Regions from separate parts of the Sus scrofa genome. Here all the other regions are linked to region 1. Evidence: chromatin contacts called from public Hi-C and HiChIP or PLAC-seq data. All regions are on one chromosome and are shown on one strand. The core of a region is the stretch at or near the end of the contact, and the rest is flanking DNA. Distances in the headings are between cores, read along the strand shown. Region 1 holds the start of GAS1 (growth arrest-specific protein 1). Region 2 has its middle 200 kb from the start of GAS1. Region 3 has its middle 180 kb from the start of GAS1.

What was found. Hi-C and Micro-C count contacts between places; a contact is called where the count stands out from the background. HiChIP or PLAC-seq counts read pairs in DNA pulled down with a chosen protein or histone mark.
Region 2: an H3K27ac HiChIP or PLAC-seq map of skeletal muscle shows a contact between it and region 1, with 5 times the contacts expected there. The contact joins the enhancer-like site here to the promoter of GAS1 in region 1. A contact is called at or near these places in 1 of 5 promoter capture datasets (fetal skeletal muscle), 5 of 47 Hi-C or Micro-C datasets (embryonic fibroblasts, fetal skeletal muscle, heart right ventricle and 1 more) and 1 of 2 datasets of contacts at active chromatin or transcription factors (skeletal muscle).
Region 3: a Hi-C map of embryonic fibroblasts shows a contact between it and region 1, with 4 times the contacts expected there. The contact joins the enhancer-like site here to the promoter of GAS1 in region 1. A contact is called at or near these places in 1 of 5 promoter capture datasets (liver), 8 of 47 Hi-C or Micro-C datasets (embryonic fibroblasts, fibroblasts, heart right ventricle and 4 more) and 1 of 2 datasets of contacts at active chromatin or transcription factors (skeletal muscle).

What each region holds. Positions count from the first base shown.
Region 1 is chr10:28,507,446-28,511,300 of Sscrofa11.1, reverse strand. It overlaps GAS1 (growth arrest-specific protein 1), which reads right to left and starts at 2,133. Exons shown (of 1, transcript XM_021064627.1): 1 at 1-2,133. The coding sequence starts at 2,040. The coding sequence ends at 991.
Region 2 is chr10:28,710,789-28,714,643 of Sscrofa11.1, reverse strand. No RefSeq gene overlaps it. Among named protein-coding and RNA genes, the nearest start is that of GAS1, 200 kb to the right of the region's middle. Within about 2 kb of position 2,098, at least 13 of the 83 cell types and tissues checked have an H3K27ac peak or open chromatin away from gene starts, as enhancers often do. A contact at or near this core is called in fetal skeletal muscle, omental adipose tissue and skeletal muscle, where this site is marked.
Region 3 is chr10:28,692,189-28,696,043 of Sscrofa11.1, reverse strand. No RefSeq gene overlaps it. Among named protein-coding and RNA genes, the nearest start is that of GAS1, 180 kb to the right of the region's middle. Within about 2 kb of position 2,178, at least 6 of the 83 cell types and tissues checked have an H3K27ac peak or open chromatin away from gene starts, as enhancers often do. A contact at or near this core is called in embryonic fibroblasts, where this site is marked.

The DNA.
Region 1 (3,855 bases), core at 884-3,383:
TACCATGAATGTGGATTTAAATTTTTAAATTTCTTTTAAAAATAAATTATTTCTGAAGCATACAATTTATAAAAATTCTATATACAAAATACAGCAACTGGTAACAAACCCAGTTTTAATACACTTTATATACGAAGTACCAGGGGTGAGCACCCTGATAAAAGCAGAGGCAATATATGTTCTCCGCATTATTTGTACATACCATTTGATGTAAAGAACCAAAAACGATAATAAAACAAACATCATAAAGAGGCCTTCATAGATGGCAGTGCAGAGCTCTTTCAGATATAAAGTTGCATTGTTCAACACCACTAGCAACTCTTTAGATCAGCATTTTTTGACCCTTAATCCTTAGAAATGTGCTTAGAGATCAGAGTGGTGCCAATGAAATTAAAGTCAAGGGCTCAAAGTTATCCAAAACTAATTCAGCAACATTAACCCCTCTCATGCCCGCCCCCCCCCGCCCGCCCCCGCCAAACTGAGATTTCTGGGCGCGGATACCGAGAGTAAACGAAAGAATCGGTTAGATTGCAATGTCTTCACTGGCCACAATAAAAGTCGATACCGGCACTTTTTTCCCCCCTCGCAGGAGACATGTTAATAACCAGCCCCTTTGCACATAGAAATCCTCCTTCAAAACCCCTGCTCTAAACCCAGTCCCTTGAAACTCTTAAGGCCCCACTGGTCAGCATCTTCTCTTCGGAGTCCAGGACTACGGTTCTGTTCCCCCCCGCGCCGCCGCCCCCCCAAGCCCGTTTCATCCCGGGCGTCCTGAGCTCAAACTAGGAGGGTTTCTGCAAGGAGTTTCTGGAGCCTGGAATGCGGGACAGGGAGGATGTCCAAAAAGTCCTGCGCGGGAGAGGAGGCGGGGGTCGTGCAAGAGTCGGGTGGGTGGGGGAGCCCGACTAGGCAGAATCTACCTAGAGAGCGTCCCCAACCACCCACCCTGTCCCCGAGCCACAGGTGTCCCGGCGCCCGCCCTCCCGCGGGCTAAAAGAGCAGCGGGAGCAGCAGCAGCAGCAGCAGCAAGATGGAGGCAAGCTGGGTCCAGACGCCTCGGGGCGCCGAGCGGCAGCCGCCGCTGCTGCTCCTGCGCCCGGACCCGTAGGGCAGGTCGCCGCGGCCGCCTGCCGCAGCAGCGCCGCCGCCCGGGCGCGGCGGGTGCGGGACGCCGTCGTCGTCGTCCAGCGGCTGCTCCCCGCCCGCGCCCCCAGCGCGCTGTTCGTCGTCATACTCCTCATCGTAGTAGTCGTCCAGGCCCCCGTCCGAGCCGCTACTGCCCGGGCCGTTGCCCAGCTCGGCGCCGAAGCACAGGCGGGCCATGTTCTCCTTGACCGACTCGCAGATGGGCCGCTCCAGGCCGTCGCACACACAGTCATTGAGCAGCGCCGCCTTGGGCACGGCCAGCATATCCTCGATGACCGTGCGGCACTCGTCGGTGCAGCGCAGCCCGTTGAAGAGCTTGCCACAGTAAGTCAGGTAGCGACTGAGCGCCAGGTTGCAGCGGCTGTCGCGGTCGCAGCGCCGCCGGGCCTCGGTGCAGCCCATGACCCCGCCCGCGCCCGGGCCGCCCGCGCCGCCGCCGCTCGTCCGGGGCAGGCACGGCTCAATGGCGCGCTTGGTGGACTTGCAGTTCTCATCCTGCGCGCAATCACAGTCTTCCAAGGCGGGCCCGCGGCGCGTGTGGTTGAGCTGAATGAGGGCCGAGATGCAATGGCTCGGACAGCGCCAGCGCGACGAGAAGGAGGCGGCGGAGGCAGGGAAGGCGGCGGCTGCGGCGGTTCCCGGCGCGTCGCCCCCGCCGCGCTGCGCCAGCACCGGCGCGCACGCCTCGGCGTACTGGTTGTAGGCGTAGCTGCACTCCGGCTCCCCCTGGCACTGCAGCAGCGCCTGCCAGCAGATGAGGCGGCGGCCGTGCGCCAGCCCCGAGCTCCGCGGCGCCGAGCCCAGCAGCTGCAGCAGCGCCATCAGGCACAGCCAGGCGCCCGGCACGGTTCCCCCGCGGGCCCCGCCGCCGCCGCCCAGCAGCCCTGCCACCATCGCGGGCAGCGGCGGCCGCCGGGCGAGGAGCGGAAAGGAGACGAGGCGCGGGGAGCGTCGGACGCGGAGCCGGCGGAAAAGTTTGCCCCTGTCCTGCCAACTTCTTGCATGAGTGTTTTCATAAATCCATGCGCGCCGCCGGCTGGTGCCCCGCTGCTTGCAGAAGGTCGGCTCGCACTCGGGCTGCGGGGGCTTCCTAGAAGTGCACGGCCACTGAGGGCTCCTCCGGTCGGCCCCCGGCGGTGGCGGGAGGCGCTCACTGCCGTCCCGGGGGGCTGCGGGCCGCGGGGCCGCGGCGGGGCTGCGGGACCGCGCGGCGCCGCGGGTGCATTTTGCTCCGCGCCTGCAGATCCGTTGTGCGGCCGCGGCGGCTCCTTCCTCCCGGGCTCAGCGCCGCGCCGCCGCCGCCGCCGCCGCGGTCTCTCGCATCGCGCCGCTTCCTGGCTCGCGGCCGGGCGCTGCCCGCCTTCCCGCGGCCGGGCCGCCCGCGTCCCCTCCCCCTCCGCCCGCGGCGACCCCGGCCTCGGCCGAGCTCCGGGGAGCTCTTTCCGGGAGGCGCGAGGAGAACGAGAAACTTGGCGCGGCCAGAGAGCGGCTCCCGGGCTTGCCTCGGCGGCGGCTTCTCGGGTGACAAGGAGCCCGGGGAGCGGATCCGCTGAGCCGGGCTGCGGACTCGCTCGCAGCGAGGCTTTAAATACAAAAGTGGGCCGGGAGCCCCCGCGTGGTGCCGCGGTGCCCCCTCATTATGCATGCATGGAAAAGCAAACAAACAAAAACATTAGCAACGCTCCTCCGGCTCTCCGAGCTCCGGCCCCGCGCGCTCCGAGCCTGCCCGCTTTCTCCTTTCTCCACTCTCTTTCGCCCTTTGCTCGGCCCCCTTTCCCGGCTTTTCGAGATGCTATTGGTCCCGCCTGTTGTTGTTGAAACTTTTTTTTTTTTTTTTTTTTACGAGCCGCTGGAGTGGGGTTGCGGAGTGGGGGAGGGCGGGGAGGGTGGTGGGCAGCTCACATTCAGGCATTCAGGGCCTGAAAGGAACGGCTTAAGGAGCCTGACAGAGGCCCGGGAGCTCCTCCTACTCTTAAGGAGGCTCAGATATGGAGCCCTCTGCTCGCAGCACAGAACCAGCGGGCAGGGCTTGGGGGCAGCTGCTTGCATCCGGCTCGGCCATGGTCCTTTTTGTTTGGTTCATTATACTGTGTGAGTTTTTTTTTCTTGGGGGGGGGCACTTTTATTAATTCTCCCTGGTCCCAATCTGTGCTTTCTACTGGCTTCAGAGTTCAGTTTGTTTTTCGAGTTTCCCATCTTTGCCGATCATCAACGGGGGTGGGTGTGCCGGGACCGGGGGGTGGGGGGTGGGAGGGAACTCAGAATTTAATGTGGGACTTTGAAACTTGAAAAAATAAAATCCAAATGCACACAAGAGGCACACGCTTAATTAGGAGTACTGATGAGATATTTGCAACCCTCCCTCCACCCCTCCACTCCCCCGCAACCCGATCCCAGTTTACCGATCTGGCAGGTACGGTCCGGGGGCGAGGCATCCTTGTCAACTGCAAGACAGAAATCCAGTAAGGCAATTTATTTTTTTTAAGAATATAAATTTCTAACACAGACGGCGATGAAAAAAACAATCATAGTATTAAACATCTTTAGGAACGTTGAGCCGCGGTCACAACCTAGAAGAAGGGGACAAACCGGCACCCTCCAAGGCTTCTATTAAAGTGTAAGTTTCAATCCCTGGCTCGGTTGAAGAAGGGTAACCGCCCGAGTACTGCAGCCTCTGCAACCCAGGCGCGAGAGTTTGCGAACTACCTT
Region 2 (3,855 bases), core at 849-3,348, 200 kb before region 1:
ATATTCAGGCAATTTAAGAAAGACTAGAGGATGATTTTCCCCTTAATTGGCCTGGAAAAGTCAACTCATGTGAACTCAAACTACCAAAATGTAATGCTGGTACCTTTTATGCTATTGATCTCGTTACCATTACTTAATAAAAAAGTAATTATTTTTCAGGAATATATATGTTAAACATTTCCTCTACTCTGACCCTTCCTCATTTCCGGGGGTAGGGGGGATGTCTGACTTTCTCTCCCACTTTTTGAATCTTAGACGAAATGTCATATCCTTTTCCTCACCCCTCCCCATTATAAGGTAATTTTCTTCTTCAAACACATAGCACACGTGTATTATTTATTTATTTATTTATTTTGCTTTTTAAGGCTGTACCCACGGCATATGGAAGGGGTTGAATTGGAGCTATGCCTGCCAGCCTACACCACAGCCACAGCAACTTGGGATCTGAGCTGCATCTGTGACCTACACCACAGCTCACGGCAATGCCAGATCTATAACGCACTGGGGAAGGCCAGGGATCAAACTGGCATCCTTATGGATACCAGTCAGCTTCTTAACCCACTGAGGCACAATAGGAACTCCACAAATCACAATTTTAAATTATACACACCCACAGACACACAGAGGCATCCAATTTTTGAGGGTGTATAATTAATTTATACATGAAATACATAGCGTATTTCAAAGGGCCATAAAAATGCAGCTCTTTGGAACTGACCAAACATCAAGATATTGGCAGAACCTAGACATGTATGAATATAGATGGATCAGTGGCTTTTCCTTTTTTTCTTTCTTAGATAAAAGCAGCCTTCAACTAGGAAAGCTTTCCTCAAAGGTTCTTAATCTGGGAGCCTGTGGAATGATGGTCCAGAAGGATCATCAGAGAGCCTGTGAACATCCTGTAATCACATGTGAACTCTTTCTCTATGGATGTTTGTGCATTTTTCTGGGGAGTTGGGTTTCAAAGTTTTTGTTAGATTCTCAAAAGGGTGCACTGGCTTGTGTGAAAACCTAATGCTTTAAAAAGAAGAAAAATATGCTGTTCTGCATGAAGAGACTTTGGCCCTTGTCATTTCATTTCCCTCATGACACCCCCACCCTTTCCCCCTGGGATCTCCAAGAAAGCTCCATGAACCCCCCTGGGCTCTGCAGAGCACATTTTAAAAACTCTTGCTACAGGAAGCACTTAAATAAAATTCTAAACCCAAGAGTTTTGAGCTATTTTTTACCCATAGACACTCCCTTCAACATCTGCAGATGGCACGTGGTTCAGGCCTGCCAAAATGACGAACTTATAAAGAAATTAGGAGATGACTAATGTCTGCTAATAGCTCTGGGACTTTCGATGCAATGCTATGTCTAGAAGCAGCCTTATTCCATTCAAGAAAACAGGTTAATTATTCCCCAGATTCATCTCATAGAATTAACTACAATAGCGGCAATTAGAGTATCTTCAGAGTTAATGATATGTGGACATTTTCACCTCTTTTAAAGTTCAGTAAAAAATTAGAGTTTCTGATAAGACTCTAAGAATATTTGGCTTTTAAAAGACCCTGAATTAGAAACTTGGCTATGATGTCAGACCTGCCACTTACTAAGCAGATGGCTATGGAGAAGTGGCTGAGTGACCAGTATCTGTGAATAAGAAGGAAGTTCAGTTTAGATGTTCTCCAAGCTCCCATAATAAAACCTTATGATCTTCTTTATGAATCCAGGAATTTAAGTGGCTATGCTTTCTCTCCTTTGATTCACAGGAGAGGGAACCTGACTAAGGAATGCAAATGATTTTGTTCTCCATTTTGCCTACCCCAGGGGTCAGCACTGTGGGATTAGGAGAATGACTCCTCTTTGTTCTAGTCACACACACCCCCCTCCTCCGCCATCCCCGGCGTGGGGGGGCTAAGACCTGTTCAAGAACGGGATTCACTCATCTTGATAAAAGAGGTAAAGAGAGGAGAAGAAGTTCATGTGTGTTTGTTGCGTAAACCAAGGTTTTAGGCAACTTGGTCCAAATCCTAGATTCCACATTCAGCCTACGGTAAGGATTTGACATTCAGTGTGTTGAAGAATGGAAGCCAACCACTCCACCTAAGAGAGAATTTCACAATGGAACCTCTTGCGTGCTAAAGTGAAGGCATACAGAGCACTGTTGCACAATTGAATGGTGTGGATGTTGAAGCCAAATTTATATGAAGAACAGATGGGCTCACGGCTAACAGAAAGGGAAAAACTGTTCCCAAGTAGGCTTGTTAAATATTATTATTATCTCAGAATATAAGTGAGGAGGAAATATATTCTGTTTGGAACAAGCTGAAAATATCTTAGGATCTTGTTCGTTCACAGCCATTCCTTCTGTATTTAGATAAAAGAGCTATAAATAATGGGATACCTTTCAATCGGATGAGTACACCTAACATTATTTTCATTACCAAATTCAACTCCCCCTTAAAGAATGCTATTCAAACACACTGTCTCTGAGAGATATATTTAGCATCTATGGACAGCAGAGAAAATGTGGACCAAGGTTGGCTTTTGTAATCTGTTGGATGGGTCAGTGACGAGGGTTTAGAAACCCGGAATTTCCACCCTGCCCCTCCCGAATATTTTCTGCCCTGTTTGGTCACAGATTCTTGAGTGTTCCTTCCCAATTGGCTTCCTCTCATTTTACAATTAAATAATGAGATATGACAGACAAGTCTTTCTACAGATGTAGCATCTTGACTCAAGTTCTCACTAAAGAGTAAATGACTGATAGAACAAAATTGTCCTCAAATAGTGAATTTCAACTGGACAGCTGGGGAAGATCATGTAAAGACAGCACCAGCCAGCCAAGAGAGTGGAGAATGGGCTAGTCCATGCCACAGCAGTAACCAGAGTCACACAGTGACAACACCAGCTCCTTAACCTGCTGAGCTACCAGGGAACTCCTCATTTGATTTTTTTTAATTAAATTTTTTTTTTTTTGTCTTTTTAGGGCCATATCCATGGCATAAGGAAGTTCCCAGTTTAGGGGTAGAATTGGAGCTGTAGCTGCTGGCCTATACCAGAGCCACAGCAATGTGGGATCCAAGCCACATCTGTAACTTACACTGCAGCTCATGGTGATGCTAGATCCTTAACCCACGGAGTGAGGCCAGCAATCAACCCTGCATTCTCATCGATACTACTTGGGTTGTTAACCCCCTCATTTGTTCTTAAATGTTTGCCATGCTCGTCCGGTAAACAGATGTCACTCCATCTGTTTGGACTGGTGGTAAACACTCGACTCAGTTCATCAAACATTTTACTGAGGACCTATTCCATGCCAAGCATTGGACAGGGCACAGTCTCAACAAAGATGGGTCATTTACATGCCTTGCCTTAAAGGGATACATCTGCATCCCAAGTAAAGTTTCCTGCATCAGCTTATTCTGCATTTTCACAATTGGACCTATGCTTTATTTCAGGTCCTTCGACTTCCTAAAAGTCCAATCACACATCAGCTCCCTCCCGTGCCATCCAGACTCACTCCCTAATCCAGAGAGTCTCCACGTTGCTCTCCATCAGCCGCATCACTCTGGAGAGCATGCAGAATTCGGAGGTGCCAGATTCGAGCGCTGGGTTTTCTTATACTGCTCAAGTGGTCATGGGATAGTTGGAGCCTTTGAAACAGACACAGATTATTTATGTATAGAAAGCATTTAGAGGATCAAGTCTCAGGAATGAAAATCCAAGAGGAGAAATAAATGGGGAATGCATCCCGGGGAGACAAATAATATTTACTAGAGCGTGTTGGTTTCAAGACAGATTCCTCTGTGTTACTGAGTATGGTGGTAATCTTCGTGAGAAATTTGGGGCTTGAAGAAAGGCTTTGTG
Region 3 (3,855 bases), core at 929-3,428, 180 kb before region 1:
ATCCGATGACCTAAATTCTCTAGATCCAAACCATCACCAACTGCCTTGCCGTTTAGGATTCGGAGTAGAATCTCCTTTTTCAATGTAAGAGTTCTATGCACTAGATTATGTAGAGTTAGGCTGCTTCAGCAAGGCAGACTGGGCTCTGCTTCTGATTCAACTGTATGAAAGGAAGACAGGTGCTTAGGTGAGTGTGAGCAGATCAGCATTTCTCTGGCTCTCGAAGTCCTATTTCCAGTGGGTGGCAGCAGGAAGTCACAGCTGTCAAACCCAGTCACTCAGGGGGTCCTCCTGTTCTCTACATTCTCCAGTGTGAGTGTGAGTGTATGTTTGGCGGGGGGTGGAGGCGGGGGGGAAAGAGCCTCAGAGGCCATGCCTCTACCTGCTTGGAAAATACTTGATAATCAGAAATAAAGAATTTTGAGGAGAAAGGGGTTGTTAATGATGCATGTAACTGAAAGTCTCTTTGGGGTGATTGATGCTATCAGATCTGGAAACTGGGCTTTTCCTTTTAGGAAATGAGGAGGTGGGGTGATTTCCTTATAGGCTGTCCTTAAAAAAATTATCATTCTGGGAGTTTCCATTAAGGACCCCGTGTTTCCTCTGTGAGGATGCAGGTTCGATCCCTGGCCTTGCTCAGTGGGATAAGAATCTGGCATTGCTGTGGCTGTAGCATAGGCCAGTGGCTGTGGCGTAGGCCAGCACCTGCAGCTCTGATTTTACTCCTAGCCTGGGAACTTACACATGCCACAGGTGCAGACTCCCCCCCCCAAAAAAAACTAAAAAACTATCATCCTGTTTTCTAAGCACATAAGTAGCATTTTTGGGGGGCTGTGGGGAGCACACGATATGGAAGTTCTTGCGCCAGGCATCAAATCTGAGCTACAGCTGTGACCTATGCCACAGCTTCAGCAATGCCAGATCCTTAACCCACTGTGCCACAGCAGGAACTCTCTAAGTGACATATTTTCATTGTGGAAAATTTGAAAGAACCAATACATACAAAGACAAAATTTAAATCACCCGTAATTCTTCTATTACTTGTAAGATTTAAATAAATACTACCTATATATAGTAGGCATATATAATATATAATGTGCTGTGATGTGTAATCTATGATAAAATATTACATTGCATTATATTACTTTTTTCCCTAGAAAATTGGGAAAATTACATACATGTATTGCAACTTAAATGTCATGTAATTTGAGACTCTTAAATGTGAATAAGTAAGAATTTGATGGAAGAATAAACGAATGAACTCAGACATTAATGAACAAATGCATAAACAGGTTCATTTTCTACTTGGTAGGGGAGAACTTCCAAGTCTTATTATTACTTTAAAAATTTTTTTATTATTATGAATATATATAGGAGTTCCTGTCTTGGCACAGTGGAAACAAATCTGACTAGGAACCATGACGTTGCAGGTTCAATCCCTGGCCTTGCTCAGTGGGTTAAGGATCCGGCGTTGCTGTGAGCTGTGGTGTAGGTAGCAGACGTGGCTTGGGTGCAGCCCTAAAAAGACAAAATATGTATACACATATATATATTTAGCTGTTCCCAAGGCATGCAGAAGTTCCTGGGTCAGGGATGGAAACTGTACCACAGCAGCAACCAGATCCACAGCAGGGATGACACCAGATCTTTAAAGTTCTGCACCACCAGGGAACTCCTGAAAGTTTAAACTATAGGAAATTTGAGAGATTCAGAATAATCTCCTCATAATGGAATAATATTCCACTTCATCCTGACCCCATCCTCTAAAACACACACACACACACACACACACACACACACACACACACAAATTTAAGTACTAGCTCTAGTTTATCTCACTGTGAACTTGCCTAAAACAGGAAGTCTGGTTCTAAAGACTTGACTCTTAAAAATACAAACAATGAACCTCTCTCTTTCTCTCCCTGTCTCTTACACACACACACACACACACACCCACACCCACACATACCACCAACGCCACATTTTCTGAAGCCTAAATAAATCACTCTTGTGGGAAGCCCTTATGTAATTCTAGAGATTTCAACATTGCTTATGTTGGGTTGAATATGAGGTGTTATCTTTCTTTTTTTCTTTTTGGCATCATCATCTTTCTCTTCAGAGATAAACTATGATTTAACGCAGAAAGCTTCAAATGAAAACCTGCCCAGTTCTTTTGAGGTCAGCTGCATCTGACTCAACAAATGGTAAATTGCTCTGAGACTTGAGTTCTTTTCTGCCTTCCAAACATTGAGAAAAATGAAAATGGGAAAACAAGCATATGCCAAAAAATATGGATGAAGAGTAAATCAAAAATCTCATTTTCCTCCCCTCCAATTTTGTTTTGAGGTTAAGCATAGGCTTCTGGGAGTTTCCATTGTGGCTCCACAGTAATGAACCCAACTAGTAACCATGAGGATGACACATTTGATCCCTGGCCTCACTCAGTGAGTTAAGGATCCAGCGTTGCCATGAGCTGTGGTGTAGGTTGCAGACATGGCTCAGATCTGGTGTTGCTGTGGCTGAGGTGTAGGCCGGCAGCTGCAGCTCCAATTTGACCCGAGCCTGGGAACTTCCATATGCCATGGGTGGAACCCTAAAAAGCAAAAAAAAAAAAAAAAAAGGGGGGGGGGACTAGGCTTCTGATGTCAGATGTCAGAGAGAACTCATTTCAATCCTGACCTTGCCACACTGAGCAGTGTGACCTGGTACATTCACCTCAACCTCTTAAAGGTCTTGTTTCCTAATTAATGAAATGAGGTTATCCTATTTTGTATGATTATTGTGAGGATTAAACAAAAGAGTAGGCATCCAGTACTTGGAACAGGGATTTTTATTTTGGGGTCTTTTTTAGGGCCACACCCGCGGCATGTGGAGGTTCCCAGGCTAGGGGTCTAATCGGAGCTGCAGCAGCAGGCCACCACAGCCACAGCAACACCAGATCCAAGCTGCATCTGCGACCTATACCAGAGTTCACGGCAACACCAGATGAAACAGGGAATTTTAAATATTAATTGCTAAATACTAAGCGATTGTAATTTTATTACTATTATTAGTCTTGTCTTTTTCTTTTCTTTTCTTCCTTTCTTCTTTTTTTAATGGCCACACACCACATGGCATATGGAAATTCCCCGGCCAGGGATTGAATCCGAGCAGCAGCTGAGACCTGTTCCACAGCTGCGGCAACACCAGATTCTTTTATCCGCTGTCCTAGGCCTGGGACGAACGTGTGTCTCTGCAGTCACCTGAGCCACTGCATTCAGATTCTTAATCCGCTGCACCAGAGTGGGCACTTCTAATAGTCTTTTCTTAATGTTAATATTGTTGGGCTAGTATTAACTTGAAACTAAAAAATTGTGGCACAGGAAGTTAAAGATCTGGCATTGTCAGTGCAGCAGCTTCTGCCACTGCTGTGGCGTGGGTTTGATCCCTAGCCAGGGAACTTCAACATGCCACAGGTGTGCCCCCCCCCAAAAAAAACAAAAAACCCAATTGTAGAATGAGCCAAAAGTTCACCATAAATTTCCTCCTCAAATACTGATTTAATTTTGTTTTGGTTTTTAAAATGAATGCAAACATGGATAACATCTATGAGGGGCTGATGGGAATACTTTGGACAACACCCTATTTATAAAAAGAATCAAATACAGTAAAAACAAAGAAATACGCAGTGAGACCTTCGAAAATTTGTAACGGCAGCTTGTCATGATCCGTAAGGCTATGTTGTCTCTTGGTTTCCATACAATATCTAGATGATAAATGAGTGGCCTTGGCTGGCAAGTTACCCAGTCTAGTCAATATTACTTCAATAAGAGTGACGGTAAGAGAACCTAATTCTGTCAAAGATTTAGTTACAAA